Linked DNA regions of Mus musculus: region 1 is linked to region 2. A link is a contact called in public HiChIP or PLAC-seq data. All regions are on one chromosome and are shown on one strand. The core of a region is the stretch at or near the end of the contact, and the rest is flanking DNA. Distances in the headings are between cores, read along the strand shown.

Region 1 (4,617 bases), core at 693-3,192, 68 kb after region 2:
CTTTGCAGCAAGCTTCTTGAAAGGATGGAGATCTGGAGTCGTGGCTGTTGAAGCTGGAGGCAGTTAGATGTAGTAGATGGCGTGTATATGTGTGCATTTTTATGATTATTGACTTAACTTTGGGTGTTACTATAGGCCAGTGCATATATCAGCTGTATTTAGTAATGTAATTGGACATTTGGTGAAGATTTGTGTGTTTGGGTGTTTCGCCTGCATGTATGTCAGTGCATCACGTGTAGGAACTTCAACCATTGGATCCCCTAGAACTGAAACCACAGATGGTCATGACCCGCCATGTGGGTGCCATGTGGGTGCTAGGAATCAAACTGGATCCTCTGGAAATGCAGCCAGTGCTTTAAAGTGTGTCACCTCTCCAGCTTTGGAACTGAAAACATTGATGCATGGTGCTTTAAGGCATGGCTGTTGATTCTGAACACTCCTCCACTTCAGAGAAGCTCTATGTTGTTTTGGAATGAGTGCCCTTCCTGCTGCCCTACTTCCTCTAAGGTAGTAGTTTTCAGTTGAGACCTCTTTGGCAACTCTTATCTTTAAAAGTACTTATACTACAATTCAGAGCAGTAGCAAAATTATGATTACGAAGTAGCAGTGAAACAGGTTTATGGTTGGGGGGTCACTACAACATGAAGAACTGTATTAAAGAGTCACAGTATTAGCAAGGTTGGGGACCAACTATATTAAGGGTCACAGGTCAGGCAAGTTGAGCACCACTGCCCTAAGGAAGCCAGGCCTTTTAATATTTAATGTAATGTAATTTATTTATTTATGTTTTGAAGACAGGGGTTCTACTTGCTTGAACAGGCAGCCCTCAGACTCTTGATTTACCAGCCTCGGTGTCCTGAGTGCTGGGGTTACAGACTTGCATCACAATGTCTGCCTTAAATTAGTTTTTAAAATTTCTGCTTACATCCAAAACATATGTCTGATATCTGATGCTTTAAAAACAAAACAAAATGAAAAACCTCTGACCAGTATTCATTTGTTCTTAATAAGTGGTAAATATGTTTTCATATGGAAAAGAACTATGGATTTTAAACTGGTTGATAAGCATAAGACCAAAAATATAGAATTTGCATGTATTTTCTGTGACTTTTCTAGCTTACATTAATCTTGATATCCACAGAGACAAGTCCCTGAGAAGCATTATGGCAGGAAGTATCTTTTTTTCCTTTCCTTCTTTTTTTTGTTTTTTTTTTTGTTTTTTTTTTTTTTTTTTTTTTGTTTTTTCCAGACAGGGTTTCTCTGTGTAGCCCTGGCTGTCCTGGAACTCACTTTGTAGACCAGGCTGGCCTCGAACTCAGAAATCTGCCTGCCTCTGCCTCCCGAGTGCTGGGATTAAAGGCGTGTGCCACCATGCCCGGCTCCTTTCCTTCTTTCTTTTTGAGTGGTGGTGGCACACGCTTTTAATCCCAGCACTGGGGAGGCACAGACAGGCAGATCCTTGAGTTCGAGGCCAGCCTGGTCTAGAGAGTGAGTTCCAGGACAGCCAGGAGTACACAGAGAAACCCTGTCTCAACAACAAAACAAAGCAAAACCAAACAGGATTCCCTCCCCTCCCTCCCTCCCTCCCTCCCTCCCTCCCTCCCTCCCTCCCTCCCTCCCTCCCTCCCTCCCTCCCTCCCTTCCTTCTTTCTTTTCTTCCTTTGTTTCTTTCTTTTTATAACATATAATATATTTTAAGTGGAACACAGACACTTGGGGATGCACATGGGCTTCTCCATGAGGATCTTGTCCACAGCAGTGGGTGCCTCCCATGTCCATAGTGAGCTGCACAGAGGCATCTGCATCTTGGGAACTAAACAGGAGAAACCCTTTTCAAACAAGCGGAAGAAATCGCTGCAGTGGGAAAGGCACAGGGGAAGACTGCCCTGGATCTAGGACAGCCTCCCTTTTCACTGTATGATTCATTGTAAAGAGGAAGTGAGCTCTGAGAAAAATATCTGAAGTATTCTGGTAGGGGGGAGAAGGCAGTTCTCCAGGAGCTCCAGGCTCTGGGTACCAGCGTGGCTCTTGTACTGACTTGGGCTTTCAGGAACTGTTCCTTCCCTGGTGTCAGTGTCTCGTGCATGCTTGCTCCCTCTCACCCCCATGTCGCTGCACACCCATACAGCATTCTGGAGGATCTGCAGCAGACATCCTGAAGGTCATAGCCTCCATCTCGAGTTAGGCTGCTGAGGTTTGGTCATTCTTAGTCAGCAGTGGGTTGCTGACAAACATCCAGAAGAAGGGCTGCAGTCAACCTGGGTGCGGTCATGTGTACTGTAGGACCCGGTGGAATTGGAACTGGCACCAGCCAGGGCAGTGGTCACAGCAGTAGACTAGGGGTTGTGTTGAGCCATTTACACGAAGTCAAAGGGGCCCCATCCTTCCATGTCTCTCCTTGCGATGTTTGTGACAGCTTCTGAGTTCTTCCATCTTTCTCCCTCAAAACCAGATCCACTTCCCCAAAGCCCAAACTCTTTAGCTCATGTTCAATATCCTCCCATGTGTCAGCACATGCCCTGCCTCATCCTTCCACATAGGCACTGCCTTGCACATCTCCCCGAGGTTTGCCCCATCCAGGTGATGGAAGGCCTTTAGCTGGTGGTGCCATGTCCTCCGCCTCTGCAGCAGGCTGCTTTGAGAGAAAGGCAGAGGAAGCAAACCTGGCAGGCCATGACGTTGATTCACTCTGAGGTCCCAGGATCCACCAGGATATCTACTCACTCGAAACAGTAACACTGGTACAGTCAGGGCTATATAAGAACTGGGAGTCCCTGAGCAGGAGATGGAGCTAGCTCTAGTTCAGGTCCTCACAGGAAAGGAAGAGGGTTTCCAGGAACTTGTCCTTATGTGGGAAACATGCTCCTCCCTCAAACAAGGGCTGCTACACGTACACCCTACCCTGGAGACTTCCACGACAGGCAGATAGATGTCTTTGATGTTCTGTCAGCTCACGGTGACTTATCACTTGATGATCTCTCTGCCTAGGAGGTGAGGCTGAGGACAGCAGTTTCCTGGAGTCTACCAGTATCACGTCCATGATATGATCAGCCTTCAGGCTCAGGAAGGGTTTCAGCTATTGCTCTTCCAGGTGGCCGACAGGGTCAGGGGCAAAGCTATCTGGAATCACCATGTTCCAAGAGAGAGGGCCTTGGAGCAAGAGAAAGGTGCCTCCTAGGAACCACTGATGTTGTCTGCTAGAAGGACCTGTGTACCGGGGATGGTATAGGAAGAGGTATTTTGTATACCATTTTGTTTTATATTTTATTTTATTCCTATACTGTTATCAAAGTCATTTATTTTTAGTTATATGTATTTTTGAATGTCTGTGGGTGGGTATGCACCATATGTATGCAGGTGCCCTTGGATGTTATTGGATCCCATGAGGCTGTGAGTCAGCCCCCATGGGTACTGGGAGCTGAACTTGGGTCCTCTGGAAGACTAGGGCATGCTCATCACATCTGAGCCATTTCTCCAGCTGTTTCTACCTTGTCAGTCTGTTTTGTAAGGAGAGTGAGACCATGGTGGCTGTTCCAAGCTTCTGCTACTTGACAGTGTACAACAACATCCGGTGCTACCATATACAAACTTAAATAAAGCAAAGTATATTTCTTGAGAAAAACATTTGTTGAGACAGTTTTGGAAAGTAGCATAATTAAACAAAATTTTACAAAGAGGAATTGTCTTCTAAACATCCAGGCCTAAAATAATTGAAGAAAAATGGCTTAGCACAGGGTCATTTTCAGCATGAATGGAGGGCGTTCTTTAGCACAGTGGAAAGGCCCTTCACAATTCTTTTCCTGACTTTTCCTCCCCTGATGTAGAGAACAACCCTTAATTCCCTTAGAATCCAGGAATGCCTACTCTTTTATTTCTTTGCATAAAACTTGGTCTAGAGCAGTGGTTCTCAACCCGTGAGTCATGACTCTTATGGGATGTTGTATGACCTGTACACAGGGCTCACCTAAAAACATCAGGAAACACATTTGCATTATGATTCATAACAGTAGCCAAATTACAGTTATGAAGGAGCAATGAAACTAATTTTATGTTTGCGGCCACTATAACATGAGGAACTGTATGCAGCATTAGGAAAAGCCACTGATCTAGAAGGTATTTCTTTGTTGGTACTGTACAACTGTATTCGTAGCCTCTCATGATTGTATTGTAGTAGACATGCGTTTCTATAAGTATATGCTGGGTTTTCAGGTAGCATTATTATTTCAAGTGGAAGGAATGACGTTTCCCATGCAAATGAGCCTTGAATACAAAGGCTGTGTATAGAAATGAGACTACCTAGTTCCGTGGACTGAAGACAGGCATAGGGTAATATGTATTTTAGTAGTAACTTAAGTGTATCTGAGATATTTGGCTTGAAATACCTATTTATGGGTGAAAATGCATGCTTTATGCTCACGAAAGCATTCTTTAGGAGAGAAGCCAAAAATGTCAGCAGAGGTCATTTCTTTGTGGTGTTTAGGCCTCTCTTTACGTACAGCTCTATTTTGCTACCCTTTGCCATTCCTCGGGATTCCCTGTGTTCTGACGTCAGTATATGCCTTTATGATATGGCAGGAATGCCTGGGAGTAGAACAGGTGGCCACAGAGTTTGTTATA
Region 2 (4,265 bases), core at 587-3,086:
GGTGAGATGGCTCAGTGGGTAACAGAAGGGGCTTGTTGCCAATACTGATGATCTATCTGCATTTCGTCCCTGGGGTCCATGTGACAGAAAAGAGCCAACTCCCCGAAGTTGTCCTCTGACCTCCACATTGTGCCATGGGACAATACATAACTAATATTTGAAGTGCACAGTTGTGGTAGCTTGAGTAAGATGCCCCACATAGCCTCGGGCATCTGAACACTTGGTTCCCAGCTGCTGCTATTTGGGACGTTAGGGAGCCATTACTTTAGAGGAAGTAGAGCGTGGGGGAATTGAAAAACGAGCCGTTTCTAGTGCATCCCTTTTGCTTCCTACTTGGGATTAGCTAGGTGAACGTGACCTGTTCCTGTTACCACACCTACCTTGCTTCTCTGACATAGCGATGAGCAAGTCTCCCTGGGACTGAATGCCCCAAAACACTATCGCCTTGCTCATTGTATTTCATCACAGCAGCAGAAAAGTGAGTAACACAGTGGTTCCCAAGGACTTGCCTGCGGTGTCCTTGAGCCCCACACACGTGCATCCATACACTGCAGAGACTTTCCACGATAAACCTGCACACAAATTTATATTTGAAAAGCACATAGCCAGTCTAGAAAAAGTAGTTGCCTTGGTAAGTAGTAAAATCTTCACCTCACAAACTCAAAACTGCCTAAATTCATTTTGCAATTTGGCATTCTTTATCATCATTATTGTTATTATTTATTTTTAATGTGTATTGGTGTCTTGCCTGCCTCACACATGTCTGTCTATGCGAAGGTGTTCAATCTTGGAGTTTCAGTCATAAACTGCCATATTGTCCTCTGGAAGAGCAGCCAGTGCTCTTAACCACTCCCCATCTCTCCAGCCTCAAACTTGGCATTATTAACTATATGCGTACATTTCTCTTCTAAGCAGGCACTTATAGTCAGAGACATAGCCAAGTTGGTCTAACGTGTCTGTTTTTGATACAGTGGGCAACTTTGGTCTGCTTCTGTTCCAGCCTTCCACTTTTGCCAAGAATAAACCTGGTGGAAATACTAAGCAGGACATGGGCTGTGAAGTTGCCCATAGGCTTCCTAGCCAGCCACACTCAGACTTCCCATAGGCCGTTGGTAATGTCATCTGCCCTGACTGTAAAGCTGTTGCAGAACTGCCTGGAACCTTGTTTGATACTTCACATCAGAGGGAGGGGTTTCCTGCCGAGCCTTTCTCTGTGATTCAGGCTTCTCTGCCATCTTTGTGTTCTGTCCTTTGCCAGCCTCACTTGCTCTCGTGATTGCCATAATCACTTCCACATGAGTGGCTCTATCTCTCGAGTATTTCCAATAAGCTGCTCACAGTAACATGTATTTCCTGCCAGTATGTCAAATTCCAGACTAAAGTCTTTTTTTCTCCAAAATCTCCTAGATTTTTTTTTCCATTTCTTTTCTCTCGTTATTGAAATCTTATCCAGAGACTTGGACTGAAAACAACCAGTCATTGTACCACACCAGGAATTCTCCTGCAGCAGTGCTCTTTTCTGTTCACATGGTCACTGTCTCTTAAGCAGATTCTTATCTTTGTTCAGAATTTGACATACATGGTTTATCTTCCAGAGCAGGAACATCTAGAGTATGAGAGACATGGTGAAAACAAGGGAGGGTTCTCTTAATAGAAACTGGTGTACTTTCCAACCTCAGATTACAGTCACCAAACTTAACTGTTAACTTATTTCCTTCCCAGAACTGATACATCCAAAGCCCTGCCAGATTTAGCTTCCTGGGGCCTAGCCCTGTTAGTCCTGAGTTCTGCTTCATAACTCTTCAAAAGCTCTAGATTGCCAGCCAAGGAGAATGGAATGCAGGCATGGTCTTCAAGGTCTTGGCTGTCCTGGCTTTGTTGCTATGTCTTGATTCTGATTGCTCAGTGTGATGTGTTTTATATCCTGGGTTTCCTTCTTAGGAAAAGGGGGATTCAAATGCTTGTTCTTCAGCTGTGAGGCTGCCTCCCGGTGGAGCTGCAAGTGCTTACTCAGACAGTCGCACTGGGAACAGGCAGCTATGACTGTGTCTTGTGGGTTTTTATGTCTCATCTGCGTGTTCCCGTTTGAGAAATAGTAACATCCTTAAATAGTCTAATGATGGAGTCCTTTCATGTCTTTGATTCACCAAAACACAGGGCCCCAAATTCACAGGTGTGCCTTTTGCTTCTATGTTCATGTCTTTGAGGGGGGATTTTGTTGTTTTGTTGGAGAGAAGTGTTAGATCACAGTGATTATAAACTTGAACCTAGAGTCATTTAGGAGAGGTGCCGCAGCATATGCCAGTGAGGAATTTTCTTGATAAGATTTATTGAAGAACCAATAACAGGAAGGGCTGCGAGGTACTGGCCTGCTGGTGCTTCCCCCATCCCCTTCTCCACTGTAGTTGAAAGAGGTCTACTTAGTGAGCCAGAGGAAACCCTCCCTAAAATTGCTTTTGTCTAGTATTTTATCTCCGCAGCTAGAAAAGAAACAGTTGTGCTTTGACTTTATGTTTTTGTCTTCTGTCAATTTTGTTCTAAGGCAGAATCTCGGTACGTAGCTCGCCTGGGATCAGATGCCCTGCCTCTGTCTCCCATGTGCTGAGCCACCAAATCTGGCCTTATGGGCACATTTTTCAATCCCTCAAAAAGTGTCTCCTTATGACCAAGAACTCATTTTAGTGCCATCTCCCTAGGACTTGCATTTTTGTAATGAATACTGAACATGGATAAAGGAACATTCTATTAGGCCCCGCTCTAGATGAAGAACTCCAGGTAGTCAGTGGCTGAGAGAGGGAGAGCCTGTAGTTTGGGGCCCATCGAGGCAACACTATCTGGACTCAGCAGGTGTGTATGAAAGTAATATAGAAGCAGTCATCGTCACGAGTTCATAGTCACAAATTCAAGAGGCTGTGTGGAGGAATTGTGTTGGGGAGGAGCACCATGGAAATGATGCTAACAGTGTAGGAAGTCCTCAAAAATAAAAGGCATTCAGCTGTTAAAGAATGTATTTCTACATGCTTTGTATCATGTCATTGTAATGGCTATTGCTTAATACTGTGTTTGAAAATCTGGAAGTATACTAGGCATGATGGCATGAGCCTTTAATCCCAGCAAGCAGAAGCAGGTGAATCTGTTGAGTTCAGGGCTAGCCTGGTCTACAAAGCAAGTTGCAGGACAACCAGGGCTATCCAGAGATTCTTTGGGATCCTACACTGAGTTCTTTGAGATCCCATATGAATTTCAAGCTAGCTTTTTTTTCATTTGTACAAAGATGCCAATGTGATTTGTGATAAGTATTGCGTTGAGTCTGGATAACTCCTGGTACTGTGTGCATTTTAATAGTATGAAATGTTCATATGGGCACAAATGCATTTGCAGTTATTTCCATCTGCAGTGGTGCACGCTTTGGACATCTATGACTAAGTTTAGTGTATAATATTCTATCCTTTTAAATGCCATGGGGAATTAATTTTTCTTTTTTGTCACTGCTGTTTTGTGTGTGCATGCTTGTGTGTGTGTGTGTGTGTGTGTGTGTGTGTGTGTGTGTGTGTGTGTGTTTCATTAACTAAGCATTAACACATACATATTTTCCTATCTTAGAAACCTTATTCACGGGTCAGTGAGATGGATCAGTAGGTAAAGGCCTGAATTCAGTACTGAAAATTAACTCCTGCAAGTTATCCTCTGACATCCTCAAACATGCCATAGCATGTACCCCTCATATACACGCTAAATAAATAAATTATAGTAAAGCAAACAAAAAAACATTAACATTTTAATAAAGAGCGAGACCATTGTTTTGAGAGGCTCTTCATTCCTGAGCCTTACTAGTGAAGTAAGGAGCTATTATAGTCACATAGGTAAAAATTAGTTTGATTTAAGTAGAAGAAAACAGAGTCTTCCAATACTCATTTGTTAAGTAGAGGACGTGCAGGATGAGTTAACATGAACAAGGTACAGCAGATCTGTTCAGACTGAATTCCGAACCCTATGGCCAAAAGGATGTGCAGTAAAATCACTGAACTATTATTGTTAGCAGAGTAGCCAGCTAAGGAATTGATGGTTGCATTGCTGGACCATGTCCAATCCTTACAGCTAGAACTTTTCTTGTCTCTCTTTTTTTTTTTTTTTTTTTTTTTTTGGTTTTTCGAGACAGGGTCTCTTTGTGTAGCCCTAGCTGTCCTAGAACTCACTTTGTAGACCAGGATGGCCTCGAACTCAGAAATCCACTGCCTCTGTCTCCTGAGTGCTGGGATTAAAGG

The links. HiChIP or PLAC-seq counts read pairs in DNA pulled down with a chosen protein or histone mark.
Region 1: an H3K27ac HiChIP or PLAC-seq map of embryonic fibroblasts shows a contact between it and region 2, with 36 read pairs. The contact joins two enhancer-like sites. A contact is called at or near these places in 2 of 15 datasets of contacts at CTCF or cohesin (CD8 T cells and the NIH/3T3 cell line), 17 of 484 Hi-C or Micro-C datasets (the AML12 cell line, CD8 T cells, arterial endothelial cells and 11 more) and 7 of 115 datasets of contacts at active chromatin or transcription factors (CD8 T cells, bone marrow-derived macrophages, effector CD8 T cells and 3 more).

What each region holds. Positions count from the first base shown.
Region 1 is chr2:83,742,554-83,747,170 of GRCm38.p6, forward strand. All of the region lies in intron 2 of Itgav (integrin alpha V), which reads left to right. It also overlaps the pseudogene Dnmt3l-ps1. Among named protein-coding and RNA genes, the nearest start is that of Itgav, 20 kb to the left of the region's middle. Within about 2 kb of position 1,943, at least 110 of the 459 cell types and tissues checked have an H3K27ac peak or open chromatin away from gene starts, as enhancers often do. A contact at or near this core is called in the NIH/3T3 cell line, embryonic fibroblasts, granulosa cells and 1 more, where this site is marked.
Region 2 is chr2:83,674,640-83,678,904 of GRCm38.p6, forward strand. No RefSeq gene overlaps it. Among named protein-coding and RNA genes, the nearest start is that of Zc3h15, 32 kb to the left of the region's middle. Within about 2 kb of position 1,837, at least 57 of the 459 cell types and tissues checked have an H3K27ac peak or open chromatin away from gene starts, as enhancers often do. A contact at or near this core is called in the NIH/3T3 cell line, embryonic fibroblasts, granulosa cells and 1 more, where this site is marked.